Regions from separate parts of the Mus musculus genome. Here region 1 is linked to region 2. The links are chromatin contacts, called in public HiChIP or PLAC-seq maps. All regions are on one chromosome and are shown on one strand. The core of a region is the stretch at or near the end of the contact, and the rest is flanking DNA. Distances in the headings are between cores, read along the strand shown. Region 1 holds the start of C130074G19Rik (RIKEN cDNA C130074G19 gene). Region 2 holds the start of Slc30a10 (solute carrier family 30, member 10).

Evidence for each region. HiChIP or PLAC-seq counts read pairs in DNA pulled down with a chosen protein or histone mark.
Region 1: a contact with region 2 is called in an H3K27ac HiChIP or PLAC-seq map of embryonic stem cells, with 2.8 times the contacts expected there. The contact joins the promoter of C130074G19Rik here to the promoter of Slc30a10 in region 2. A contact is called at or near these places in 1 of 39 promoter capture datasets (embryonic stem cells) and 2 of 115 datasets of contacts at active chromatin or transcription factors (both in embryonic stem cells).

What each region holds. Positions count from the first base shown.
Region 1 is chr1:184,881,667-184,889,347 of GRCm38.p6, forward strand. It overlaps C130074G19Rik (RIKEN cDNA C130074G19 gene), which reads right to left and starts at 1,370. Exons shown (of 2, transcript NM_178692.3): 1 at 1,020-1,370. The coding sequence starts at 1,325. It overlaps Gm34602 (a long non-coding RNA gene), which reads left to right. Exons shown (of 4, transcript XR_003948516.1): 4 at 240-615. It also overlaps the pseudogene Gm17905.
Region 2 is chr1:185,451,278-185,458,316 of GRCm38.p6, forward strand. Slc30a10 (solute carrier family 30, member 10) reads left to right here and starts at 3,571. Exons shown (of 4, transcript NM_001033286.2): 1 at 3,571-4,402; 2 at 5,075-5,152. The coding sequence starts at 3,787. It overlaps Gm2061 (predicted gene 2061), which reads right to left and starts at 4,291. Exons shown (of 3, transcript NR_040305.1): 1 at 3,759-4,291; 2 at 2,728-2,856.

The DNA of each region.
Region 1 (7,681 bases), core at 120-2,619, 570 kb before region 2:
AAGCGTCGCTGTCTTAATTTGCCTCGCCCAGATAAGTAATCGCTAATACACTGCTAAGAAGTGAGGGACCAGGGTGCCCCAGCTCTGCCACCTCTCCCTGGGGGTGGGGGTGGCTATCTCCCCTCCCACTATTTGTACCTCTAGTGTATGCACAATGCCTGGCACAGAGTGGTCACCCCCAAAACATCTCTAAATGCCAGCTACCAACTAAGAAACCTGTGTCCTCTATTCACTTTCAGATGGCTTCCTTACTCCCAAAAGCCCTACTTCACTTCAACAACGCATGTTATCATTGCCTGCTTGTGAGGAAGCTCCGGTCATATCATTCAGAATGATAAACTAAACTCCTGGCAAGGGACCGAATGTCTCGGGTATGATGAAGGTCACCCACTGAAGACTACCTGGACAATAATTCCGAGAGTTCAGAGGACTTTGGTCAGAACAAACACAAGCAATGAGTTTTGTGATTCCCCTCCACTCCAACTCCCTCCCTAGCCCTGTCTAGGTCAGAGCACCTAGAAACCATAATCATGTGCCCTGAAAACGAAACTCATTCGGTTCCCCATCCATCCTTCCTTTGGCTCTCCCACCAAAGTAAAAAGGCAGGCCGAAGAACATCTGAAGTCCCGGGGTGCAGAGATTGTTGATCAGAGAAGGGGGAGGGGTAACAGGTTCTAGGTATGTACTGGCTGAGTTAGCAGGCCCCGCGCGGGTTAACCCCGGGGTCTAGGACTGAATCACCTAATATTCTCCTGTGGCGGGGTGCCCCAGAGAGAGTGCGGGAAATAGGTGGACCTAGACTGCAACTTCGCAGCTGGGTCCGGGGCTCAAGTCAACTAACCTCACCATGGCTTCAGCATTACCATCAGCTCCAACTGGGAGCAAGGGTCCTGCCCGCGCGCTCAGCTACACACCCTCCTAGTGATGGTCCCGGAGGCCAGCGGGGATGCGGGCACAACTCCACCCAGCGCGACTCCCGGTTCTGTCTGGATCAGGGCGGCCGGGCCGTGGGGACCTACCTTGCCGTACTTCTTCAGTTTTCGCCGGTACCTCTTCTTGGGCTTGTCGCCTGGCGCGGGCTCCTCCAGGGAGTCGTAGCGCTCAGGCAGCGCAGCCAGGTGCACCCTGCGTGCGCTCGGAGTCCCCGCGCGCCGCCCGCCCTCTTCGCGCTCACAGTCCGGGCTCGCCGGGTCCTCGTCCTCGCCCTCCAGGTGCTCCACGATGGCATCTGTCTCCTCGTCACCGGCGCGGCGCGATCGCCCCAGGGGCCTTCGGCCCACTAAGCTGCTCGCCGCCTTGCTTCGGAGCCGGGCGCCCACCGTCATGATGCCGCCGAGCTCTGGAGAAGGGCCCAGGCTATGAGGCAACCTTTGCTCCACGCTCCGCCCGGCTCCTGCCCCTGCGGACCGCCCCGGCCCTGTGCGCTCCGGGAACCAGAGGTCGCAGCACACCCATGCGGTGGGGTCCAGGATTACGGGGGCAGACGTAAAAGGCTTTCCGGAGAACCCTGCAGCAGAAACCATTGCTCAGGGTAGGCAAGTTCAGCTGTACTGGGAACAGACTCCAAACAACAGACCTACTACGGGTGCGGGCATTTAAAACTAGCAGGGTGTGGTGGCACACACCTTTAATCCCTGCGTTTAATCCCAGGCTGAGGCTGGTGGATCTCTGAGTTCAAGGCTCACTTTGGTTCACAGAGCAAGTTCCAGGATAGCCAAGGCTACAAAATAACAAACAAACAAATGGTAGAGATGGTATTGGTGAAGATTCCTCAGTGCTGGTGTGGACATGTTGACAGGGTCATGAAAATATTATATTCAGACCTGGGGATGTAGCTCAGTTGGGAGAATGCTACCTAGGCATGCCCGAAAGTCCGGACTCCATCCCCAGTGTCACAGAAGCCCCATCAAGGTGGCACATGCTCCGAACCTAGGAAGTGGAGGCAGAAGGATTAGGGGTTCAAGTTGACCACAGCGAGTCTGAGGTCCAGCCTGGGCTACATGATGCTCTGAATCAAACACAAGCAAGAAGCGCAGGGTAAGAAAACGTTAAAAATGTCTTCCCAACATTCACATGCCTGATGATCAGCATTTCTGTCTCCCATCAAAACATTCCATACATACTTACAACTAAGTAAAGGGTGGAGTCCGTCCTTGGAAGCTGAGCAGGCGTTTAGACAACGTGTGTTCTTGGCAGTGGAACCTGAACAACAGCCATCAAGCCCAGTGTGTGTATGTGTGTGTGTGGGGGGGTCTCACTCCACATTATAGGAAGGAGAGATGAGATCGGTTTTTATAGAAATCAAGTAAGTGGTTTCTTTGTGGCTTCCAAATCAAATCTTCTTACATTAAATTGCTTCCTGAACATTTTAGAGACATGACGTTTTTTAGAGATTCATTTTTTTAAACTATGTTTAATTATGTGTAAGTATGTACAGAGTCTCTGGCCTGGAGCTATAGTTACAGACAGGTGATGTGGTTGCTAGAAATCTATCTCTGGTCCTCTGAAGGAACAGTGTATGCTCTTAGCCACTGAGCCATCTCTCCAGCCAGTTTCCAACTGTTTAGACATTTTCTTCCTCCATGGCCTGAGATCTCCACTAGCCTCCTGCTCAGTCATCAGAAAGCAGTTCTTCACACAGTTCATGAATGTGGCTTCCACTTTGGAACGAGAAACACTTTTTTCTATACTTGTCTGCAGTTTTATTTTAATGTCTTCTGCAGAGCAAGGTCTTATTGGTGTCTTAGGTTTTTAAAGCATTGTTGTTACCCTTTGATCTTGTTTTGATGGTTTTGAAGTCTTTTTCCATTCTTGTTTGATTTCTGTACTTTTTTTTTTCTTTTCTGGAGGGTCTCATACAGATTCTTCACTGGAGTTTTTCTTTCAGTTTGTTTCCTCATCATCGACATCATCATCACCTTCATCATCATCATCATCTTTGTCTAGTTTTATTTTTTCCTGTAGAAACTTGTTACCACTTTCAGAGGAGATGGCTTCACAGAAAGACTCAGGAGTTTTATATTTTCTTCACTTCATATGCTGTTTGTGCATCTTTCATAGCTACTGGGTGCTCCACTTATATGTCTAGAAAAACCATAAGGAAGAAAGAAAGAGGAGAGGAGAGGAGAGGGGAGGGGAGGGGAGGGGAGGAGAGGAGAGGAGAGGAGAGGAGAGGAGAGGAGAGGAGAGGAGAGGAGAGGAGAGGAAAGGAAAGGAAAGGAAAGGAAAGGAAAGGAAAGGAAAGGAAAGGGGGATGCAGTGGGTTTTGTTGTTCTTTTAGTTTTTAGAGACAGGGTCTCACCATGTAGCTCTGGCTGCCCTAGCATTCCCTGTGGACCAGACTGGTCTGGAACTGGAACAGATGTTCACAGAGGTGAATCCACTCGCCTCTGGCCTCCGGAATGCTGAGGTTAAGAGTATACAACCCAGATGGGGTAATTTTTTTGGACAAAAGCCCCACACACATTATATTTGCCATTCCAGGTGTGGTAGTACACACACACACACACACACACACACACACACACACACGTTTAACTCACAGCTGGAAAAGCAGAGGCAGGTGGATCTGTGAGATGGTGGCCAGCCTGATCTACACGGGGAGTTCTTGGAGAGCCAGGGCTACATGTTATGAATGAAATACCATAGGGTGCACCTTGATTTTTTTATATGGGTGTTTATCTCTGAGTTCTGGGGAATGCAGAATTAAGTGTAATACAATAATACAAGAGAAAGCAAGACATGTTCAAAGAGGAAAAGAGGCTGGCAATACTTCAAAAACATCAAAACAAGATCAAAAGGTAACAACAATGCTTTATAAACCTCCTAAGACACCAAGTGACATGCTCCTCTGTTTACAAGGCCTGGGAGAGTCTATCCCATACTCTTGACAGTCACCTATAAAAGACTGAAACCAGACCCTCATCTGTCTGTGTGTATACATATGTATATACACATACACACACACACATGTGTGTATATGTGTATATATACATATATGCAATATATATACACATATACACATATATAAAAATATATACATATGTATATGTACCCATGCATATATATATACATACATATATACATACATATACACATATACATATATATCAACTCAATGCAAGTAATGTAACTCTGAAATTGCTAGAAGAAAACACGTCAAATAAAGGCATGGGGCTGGAGGGGTGGCTCAGTGGTTAAGAACATTGGCTGCTCTTATGGAGAGAACCCAGCATCAGTTACCAGCACTCACCCTGAGGCTCACAACTGTACAGCTCTGTGGTTTGTGTTTGTATCTTGCAAAGGCTGCTTCTCCCATCCCCCACCCCCCACTCTCACAGTGTTCTGCTTATGTGCACGAGGCCAAATGCACACAGGCTGGACCCTCTGAAACTGTAAGCAAGAAAAACAAAATAAACCAAAACAAACCCAACTCCTCCTCTAAGTTATTTCCATCAGCAAGTAGCCACCGAGCAAAAGGGAAAGCCCGAAGTACCAGAGAGAGCATATTCAGGCTCTAGCCAGTGTCTGAAAGAAAGATACAAAGAGGGAAAGAACTCAGAATGGCTGGGGAACTTCAAAGAGCCTCAGGGCAGTGCTTCACAGAGGGTGCGGTTTCTGTGGGAAGATAGTTCATTATATGCATACAGGATAATTATTCCTCCTTGCTCTGTGGTAAGGCAGCCACCTTGAGGGATGTCTCCTGACCACATGATTGACAAGTGCAGCTGGATTAACACTTACATTTTGGGTAATTTGGAATGTTAGGTCTCCACCCAAGGCCAGATGTAGGTTCTATTCTTTTGATCTGGTAGAAATAGCTTTCCCAGGGCTGGAGAGAGAGATGGCTCAGTGGTTAAGAGCACTGACTGCTTTTCCAGAGGTCCTGAGTTGAAATCCCAGCAACCACCTGGTGGCTCACAAACCATCTGTAATGAGACCTGATGCACTCTTCTGGTGTGTCTGAAGACAGCTACAGTGTACTCATATATAATAAATAAATAAATAAACCTTTTTTTAAAAAAGTTTTTAAAAAGCTGGGCATGGTGGCACACACCTTTAATCCCAGCACTCGGGAGGCAGAGACAGGCGGGTTTCTGAGTTGGAGGCCAGCCTGGTCTACAAAGTGAGTTCCAGGACAGCCAGGGCTATACAAAAACAAACGAACAAATACAAACAAACAAACAAACAAACAAATAAACAAACAAAAACAAAACCAACCCTCCTCCCCACCCAAAAAAAAAAAAAAAAGGAATAGCTTTCCCTTAATGTGCCTCCCCCAGCCTCCATCAAGGCTACTATAACACTTCCCACTTTGAAGAGGTAGCCCCAGCATCATTTAGGAGATGGGCTGAGAGTGGGGAATAGATATATTAACTTGCAGACACCAGGAACATTCAGAGATCCATCCCAAAAGATGTTTACTAGAAAGGATTAATGGCCTGGCGCTTCATCTCCTCTTCCTTCAGCTTCCAGGCAGGGCTCATGCTAGGAGATGAGAGATCGGACCTCCCTCTAACCTTCCTGGTCAGAGAACCACAGACATTCCTCAAATCGCTGCTTGCAGAGCCTTGCCAGTCTCTGTCAGTGTCAGCAGGTTTGGGGCCCCTGTGAGCCTTTCACTTTCGACTTGTAGATAGCTGATTGTTTTCTGTGTTTTCATATGGCCTGTCCCTGGTGTCTCTTTCCCTTTTAGGGGACACTCACCCTGTTGCTTCAAGGTCCTGCTTCTGTGTTCTCATCTACTCTTAACTACCTCTCTTCGGTTCCCTTCTCTGAGCACAATTGCATCCTTAGGTGCTGAGGGGTCTGGCCTTTGAACACGAATCTGGAAGGGATAGAGTTGAGTTCATGACACCCTTGGCAAAACTTGGGTACATCTGCCCTGTCTTGTATCCTTGACACTGGAGACCAGAGACCTTTAATGTTCAAACCCAGAAGAGCCTGGGAGATAGACCTTTTATCAGAAGCATGGCTGTTGTCTCCCCTGTCCTCCGCATCTTAGGAGAGCTCCAGGTCTATTTACACTAACTTACTCAAGGGGCCTGGTATATGCTGCCCACCCCTCCTCGCCACCTCTCACATCAGACAGGCAACAAGGGTACTGAGGAAATCACATTGTCTGCCACACTGAGAATCTCTCCTCCTTCCTAACATAGAAACTGTCCTCCAGAGGAGCCAGGACATGGCACGGCTAATGTATCATGTATGCCTGAACAGAAAAAAAAGAGTATGGGAGACCTCAGGGAGTTAAGAATAACTGCCTATTTGAAGTAGCTTACATAAAAATAGAAACCATTTTCTATTTGTAGACATCTAAAAACTTTGTTTCAATCTTTGTTAGTAATAATAGATTTAGAAGGAGAAAGAGAACATAGCCTTGAAGTTACATTGTTAGTTTATTCTTATAGGATAGAGTCAAGAAGAAATACATCTATGGAGCTGATAAAAGAAGGTTATAAACCCTATAAGACACAGAATAATGGGTTTCATTTTGTGAAGACTGCAACTGAAGGTGGGCACATGCGCATGCATGCATGCACGCACACACACACACACACACACACACACACACACACACACACAGAGGCAATTATAAATCTCAGCTAAGCTTCAATTGTTTTGCTATTTATTTATTTGCCTCTGTGTGTGTGTGTGTGTGTGTGTGCGCGCGCGCACATGGAGGTCAGAGGGCAAGTCAGCTCTTTCCTTCCATCGTGTAGGTTGGGACTCTAATCCAGGTCACCAGGCTTAGTGGCAGGTGGCTTTACTCAGTAAGCCATCTCTCCAGGCTCATTCTGTTTGTTTGTTTTATTTTGTTTGTTTTTTGAAACAAGGTTTTACTATGAAGTCCTGGAACTCAGTGTGTAGACCAGGCTGGCCTAGAACTCAGTGTGTAGACCAGGCTGGCCTAGAACTTACAGAGATCCTCCTTTCTCTGCTTCCTCAGTGCTGGGGCTAAAGGTGTGGGTTAGCACTTCTGGTCCATTAAAATTGTTACTTATTTGTGTGCATATGTGTGTGAGTGATTGTGAGTGATTGTGAGTGTGTGTGTGTGTGTGTGTGTGTGTGTGTGTGTGTATGAGTATGTGTGGGGGAGTGAGAGTGTGCTTGTGTGTGTGTGTGTGTGTGTGTGTATGAGTATGTGTGGGGGAGTGAGAGTGTGCTTGTGTGTGTGTGTGTGTGTGTGTATGAGTATGTGTGGGGGAGTGAGAGTGTGCTTGTGTGTATGTGTGTGTGTGTGTGTGTGTGTGTGTATGAGTATGTATAGGGGAGTGAGAGTGTGCTTATGTGTGTGTGTATGAGAGTATATATGAGAGTGTGTGTGTTGTGTAGCTCGGGGGGAGGATTTTATGATTGGAAGCTCAAGGCTGAGTGATTGCTGTTCTTTTGCTGACTGACTTTCCAGACTCCAGTCTATTCTGATAGTGCACAGTGTAGCTAAAGCTGCCTCCTCCTACCAGGAGAAATCACTAGCTTCTAGTTCGGCTCACTCTCCATACACCCTTCACCAAGATCAGTAGGTATGACAACAGCCCGGGCCCGCTTTGCCAGGCCCCTTCATCTCTGGGATCCAATATATCAAGCCTTCCTTAGGACTGCTACACCCTCTCACACCATTGTAGGCTTGAGTTCTATGTGGGTGAGGATTTACCTGGGCAACAAGCCCTCTACCTCGCTT
Region 2 (7,039 bases), core at 2,321-4,820:
CTCCTGGCCTGCCAACCTAGCTAAGCACGACGTTTGGCTTCAGTGAGATACTATGGCCTCTCCCTACCCACAGTCCCCCGAAACCCCAAGCAGAACTGACTGAGAAAGGCGGTCTTAACCATGTGAGTGTGCATGTGCACACACACCTATGCAAATGTAACATGTACATACACCACACACACACACACACACACACACACACACACACACACACACTGCCACATACACATCCCACTTTTCTACAGCACATTTTATTGGTAGTGTCTGGAACACTTACCTTTCTTTATGGTCAGAACCTGGCTGAGGACGGGGACATCAGACACCTGTGACAACTCCTGGTCCTCAGGCTCTGGCTTTCTAGTTCTTATTGTCTTGCTCCTGGGCCAGTGACCCAATTCTTATCTGCCCTTGGCTGGGAGAATGACTAACCAGGAGGCACAAGTGATATGCTTCTGCTGATTTCTGGTTTTTCTTCTGCTGTGAATGACTGAGAAATACAATTAACTGGGAAGGAACGCTTTAGCTCTGTCAGTGTTTTTTTTTTTTCTTGCAGTGTCTGGATTTGAACCCAGGTCCCTGCATGTGCTAAGCGACTGAGCTATACTCCCAGGCCCACTATTGCTATCATATGTCAAATGTTTTAGAGGTTCCATGTTTGAAGAAAAAATGGGCTGTATACTGGGAAGAGCACTTGAAACATCTCTAGTGTGTATTAGCATTTCCTCCGGGGACTAGTAGTGATTGTACTACATGTGTGCTGGACTACTGCTAACCACACCATAACTACAGCATTTATTGGGTGCTTACTGTATTCGAAGTACTGTTTGGAGCACTTTACACATTAATTTGTTTAATCCTTAGTATATGGTCATCCACTCCCCTTGACAGTCCCAGACGAGAAAGGGACTTGTTCATGCCCACATAGCTTACAACTGCCATTGTCTTTATCTTAGTAGTTCTTCTATATTATTTATAATTTATTAATTTTTAAAAAAGAATTTCCTTAGATTCTCAGTGTATGGGTATTTCTCCTGGAAATGTTCGTTCGTTTGTTTGTTTGTTTGTTTGTTTGTTTAAGACAAGCTGTCTCTATCTGTAGGCCAGCCTACAGGTTTGAGATTACAGCCATGAGCTATCTGCCTGGCTGAAAGAGGAGTATTATTAAGTTTCTTGCGTTTGGGGATTTATCTAGTAACAAGATAGGGACTTTTGATCAGGGATATTTTAATACTATTGATAGGGACCTTCATAGACTATGAAAAAATAGAGGCATGCTTCAAGATTCAGACAACGAATAGGGCTAGAAGGTAGACATGGGCTACCCTGATTAAACAGAGTAGGCCACAAAATAAAACAAAAAAAAAGAGGGTGGGTGGTTTGGAAAGGTGGGTCAACAGATAAAAGTGTTTGGCACCAAGCCTGGTGCTCTGAATCCAATCCCAGAGAGTACCATGCTGGAGTGAGAGCATCGCTCCCCAGAGTTGACCTCTGACCTCCCGTAAGCCGTAGCATGTGTGCCATGCATACGCAGAGCACACCCCTCCCCGACACACACACACACACACACACACACACACACACAAACACACGATAAATACGGTGTGATAGAAACTAAACAAATGGACATGCTTTCAGGAGAAGGCTCAGAGGGAAGAGGGGGCTTCACGGGGTATGAGAAGTAGACCCGAGGGTGGGGACTGCAAATAATCCCAATACATTATATGCGTGTACAGGGCTGGCAAGAGTAAATTCAATCCAAATTATCAGTATTATTCTTTTTTAGGTTGAGTGTTTTGTTAGTGGATTCCAGTCTCAAGCCAATCCTCTAGGACATTTGAGAGTAAATGCCTGCACCACTGTCCCTTGCTGCACCACTGTCCCTTGCTGCACCACTGTCCCTTGCTCGTTGGCTTTGCTTTGAGGAAGGCATAGAATGTATTTCCAAGCTCCAACCCTGTGCATTTTCTCCATGAGGGTGGTTAAAGTTTATGGGGAGACACGGTTATTGTGCTTTGCCTTCAGACCCTTCCTAAAATGAGTGAGGCACAGGGCTCCCCCATCCACACCCCACTTGTCTTAGCTAGGGTTTTACTGCTGTGAACAGACACCATGAGCAAGGCAACTTGTAGACAACCTTAGCTACCTCCGGAACACAGCTTCTCTGTGCTCTCAGGAAACACTTCTCCGATTTCACCTCGGTGATGCTGGTCTCTTCTTAATCACTGCTGATTTCTTAGCTACAGTCAACCAGCATCCATTGTCCCAGTAGTTCCTTCTGTTCTTGACCCTAAAGCCAGAGCCACGTGCTGAAGTTGCTGCTTGCTGGGGCTGGAACATGGCCCCCTTGTTCTATTACAGTATCACCGGATTTCTGTTTTCCAACTCCTTTACTGCCTAAGCTTGGCTGTCCTGGAACTTGCTCTGTAGACTGACTTTGAACTCAGAGATCAGCTTGGCTTTGCCTCCTGGGATTAAAGGGGCGTACTGCCATGCCCGAACCTAAACTTAGCTGTTGTGGTCTTGCCCCAAGGTCACCACATATTAAAATCCTTCTCCTCTGAAACCTCTAGAGCCAGGCTTCCACAGTTCAAATCACCCTCAGCAACAAAGTCTTCCATATTCCTGCTAGGATGGCTCACTGAGCCCCGCTTAGAGCATTCCACTGCTTTCCAAATCCAAAGTCCCCAAACCCACATTCCTCCAAACCAAAGCCTATCACATCGATACCTCAGTCGATGGTTACCAACTTCTGTCTCCGAAGTGACCAACAGCAAATACCCTTTCTGAAGGGGCTGCAGTGTAGACTCTCAAGTCCAGGACATGTTCCCTTTGAGTGATTGTCACTTGGAACAGGGTCTATTTGGAAAAAAAAAATTGGGTCAATTGAACTATGAGTATAGGGTCACCTTTAGGGGCAGTAGAAATTCTTTCTGACAGACTAGGAAAGGAGACCAAACCTGGCTTCTTTGATGGCCAAGGGACACAAAGAATCCCAGCCTTGGAGTGCTATACCAGTGCTCCATACTAATGCTAATAGCAGTGGCAGCCATGCACCCTGGGCTGCCTGCCTTCCTCTCCTCTGTAGACAGCTCGACTCAGATAGAGACCCCTAAAAGGGAGATGGCGATACTGTGCTATAAGGGAGTAATAGGATTCGTGGCCTTTGTGAAGAAGAAAGGATAAAGGGTTTTGACTATGGGTTCAGGGACAGGGGTTAACGGGAGGAATGAGATACCATTTAACCAGTGGAAAAGCAGGAAACACCTTTAAGGGCACTAGGCTCCACCAGCTCATATGGAATCTGCCCTGCAACTCGCATCTGGGCACGTAGGCAGCGGTGCGCACACCCACTACAGCCTAGGTCCTTATCAGCGGCATACACAGATCTGTAGTAGCCCAGGGGTGAAGGCGGGGTGGAGTTGGAGGAGCGGGACCATCCCGTGCATCTCTCTCTCAGAGAGGGTGGAGGTGGAGATTTAAGAAGATTGACATCCCAATGCGCCCCTCCTCCCAGCAGCTCCGGTCTCCAGCCCAGACCTAGAAGGAGACACAGGCTGGTGGCCACCAGCCAAATCAAGCTTGGGCGGCGAGGGAGGAGGGGCAGGGGCCCCGGGAGGTGGCCTTTGCGACTCTGGGGCCACTCCTGCAGACTCTGGTCCCGCGAGCGCGAGCTGGAAGCATAAAAGGTCCGGGCGGGTAAGGGCGGGCCTGCAGCAGGAGGTGGGCTCCAGACCGCCCCCCCCACCCCCCCCGCCAACCTGTTGCGGGGCGCAGCGGGCTGTAGAGATGGGCCGTTACTCAGGCAAGACGTGCCGGCTGCTGTTCATGCTGGTGCTCACCGCGGCCTTCTTCGTGGCCGAGCTGGTGTCGGGTTACCTGGGCAACTCCATCGCGCTGCTCTCGGACTCGTTCAACATGCTGTCAGACCTGATCTCGCTGTGCGTGGGCCTGGGCTCCGGCTACATCGCGCGGCGCGGTCCCCGCGGCTCCAGTGCCACCTACGGCTACGTGCGGGCCGAGGTGGTGGGCGCGCTCAGCAACGCAGTCTTCCTCACTGCGCTCTGCTTCACCATCTTCGTGGAGGCCGTGTTGCGCCTTGCGCGGCCCGAGCGCATCGACGACCCGGAGCTGGTGCTTATCGTGGGAGCCCTGGGGCTGGCGGTCAACGTGGTGGGGCTGCTCATCTTCCAGGACTGCGGCGCCTGCTTCTCCCGCTGCACGCGGGGTCGCCGGACCCGCCCTTCGCAGCAGCCAAGCCAGGGGGATCCTCGTGGCGCTTTGGGGTGTCCCCAAGAGGCTGCGACAGCCACAGCTCCTGGCTCGGGCACAGCAGTGACTCTCCGGGGGTCCTCGGCCGGAAGAAAGCAGCAGGAGGGCGCGACCGTGTTCTCTAATGTAGCAGGTGCCTTTCGGTTGCATCCTTCCGGACTGGGAGCACTTTGTTCTTCCCTCAATTCTCCCTCCTCCTCCTGGCATCTGGACCCCTTTACTCATCCACTACCTCTTTTTCGGCTCGTTTTCTTGACTGATTTATCAAAAAGTCCCTTCGCTTCTCTTCTCACTTAATTCTCCATCTTTCCCTCCCTCCTCGTTCTCCTTCCTTGCTTGCCTTCTCTCCCCCCTCCCCCGCCCCATTTTCCTCTCTTTCTCCTTCTTGACCCTGTAGTCCTTATCTTCCCCTCTCCTGTGGCAGTATTGATCTTGGAAATCAATTCTTAACTATTGGGCAACGGAGCATTTCCTATCCTGCCCCTTCTCCGGTGCTAACTGGATGTTTCCTCCCCTGACATCGGTGTCAGGGCTATCTCCTGCCTCTTGGGTATTGAGGATCTGGGGGATAGGTGTAGGCTTATCCTTGTCCCGTTTTTAATTTGAAAGCTGTGTGTGTGAAGACCAAGGGTGGACCTCGGGCTTCCTCTGGGTTAAAAGGTACCTATTTGGGCTGAGTGTAGGAGAAGCGGGGGACTCCTGTATGCTAAGAGGAATTGAAAATAACAAAACCGCATTTTGAGATCATTGGTTCTTTTTGTTTGTAGAACTCATACACAACACAAGGTTTCTTCTTTGAATGCAGGTGATTCCCTGAACACCGAGAATGAACCAGAAGAGACGACGAAAAAAGAGAAGAAGTCTGAAGCACTCAATATCAGAGGTAGGCTTGTCTGTGGGCTAGCTCCGGCTCCTTTCCCTGACTCACGGGTCTGTGCTGTGAGTACTTCTGCTTTTAGGAAAGCAACAGTGTGCTGGGAAGTGGGTCAGTTACCTGCAGACTATGACCCTCTCCTCTTGCCTAATCATCGCATTGATTCTGAGGGAGAAGCTGGTTGCTAATGATTTATCTTTGCTCTAATTAAGCCACGCTGAAGCTGCCTGTTCCTGGGCTGACCAGATCAGCGCCATGTTCCTCTGAGTTACACATATGTGTCATGTTCTCATGAGCGTCACCTATCAGTGTCATAACCTCTTGATTGCTACATATGTATCATATCCCACTGATCCCTAGATGTCCCTGTCATGGTCTCCCGAGTTCCACTGAGTACCAAATAATGCCATGTTCTCCTGACCTCCACATGCGTGCCATGTTTTCCTCATCTCCACATATGTATCATGTTCCTCAGATCCCCACATATCCTGGCCACGTTCTCCTGACTCCGACATTTGTGTCATGTTATTCTCATCTCCACAGATGCATCATGTTCTTCTGGCCACCACATTATCAGCGAAATGTTTTCTTGAGCTCCACATACGAATACCGTGTTCTCCCGATCCCTACATATCAGAACCATGTTCCCCTGACCTCCACATATGTGTCACATTCTCCTCAAATTCACTCACATATCATGTTCTGATGAACCTTACATATCAGTGCCAGGTTGGTCTCCACACCTCAGTGTCATGTTCTTCTGATCTCCACATATATGTGTCATATTGTCCTCATATTCCTATATGTATCGTGTTCTCCTGATTCCCACACACCTGTGTCATGTTCTTCTGATCTCCACATATATGTGTCATATTATCCTCATATTCATATATGTATCATGTTCACCTGATTCCCACACATCTGTGTTCATGTTCTCCTGATTTCCACATATGTGTGTCAAGTTATCTTCATATTCACACGTTTCTATCATGTTCTCCTGACTCTCACACATCTGTGTCATGTTCTCATGAACTCTACAACTCAATGCCAGTTTCGTCTGATCTGCATTTAGCAGAGTCCATTACTGCTACTCTTGGTTGGCTACTTTCATGAATATTACTGACATGCATCTATTTGTTTTTATGAAGATTGTGTGTGTGTGTGTGTGTGTGTGTGTGTGTATAGCTGGCAATGGAATCCAGGGCCTTGTCCATACTAAACACAAGCTACACCATTGATCCATCCCCAAAGCCGCATTGCAGCTTATCATAACTGGCTGTGATTGTTTTGAGACAGGGTCCTGTTATCTAGCCATGGCTGGCCTGGTACTCAGTATGTAGGGCACACAGAGCTTGAACTTGTGGCAGTCCTCTTTTCTTAGTCCCCTTACTGCTGGAATTGCAGGTATTTGCATGTGCTTGGTGTTGACTTGTCATTAAAGATGGAAAAACAAAACAAACAACAAACAAAAGTGAAGTGGCCCCACTACTAAGCCTCTGTCCTGTGTGACATCCATTTTTTTCTTTTTGCCAGTTGTTTATGGTAAGAATTTGCTGAGAAAGGGATTGCAACCTGATTAAAACTCTCATTTCCAGGTCCAAAGCTGGGGTTCTGGTGAGCCTTACTGAAGAAAATTAATGATCCACCTTCTTACCCCATCTTCAAAGTCAGCTGTGCTGGGCGTTCTGGGATATCTCTCTTACTGGACACTGCTGTAGCAAGCATCTCTCCTTTGTATCTTTTGGTTAGATATTCTCACTGTAAAGTGAACTTAGTCTTAGTTCTGAGTGTGTGAGTGTGTGTGCGTGTGTGTGCGTGCGTGTGTGTCCATGTGTGTGTGCGTGCGTGTGTGTGTGCGTGTGTGTGCGTGCGTGTGTGTCCGTGAGTGTGTGCGCG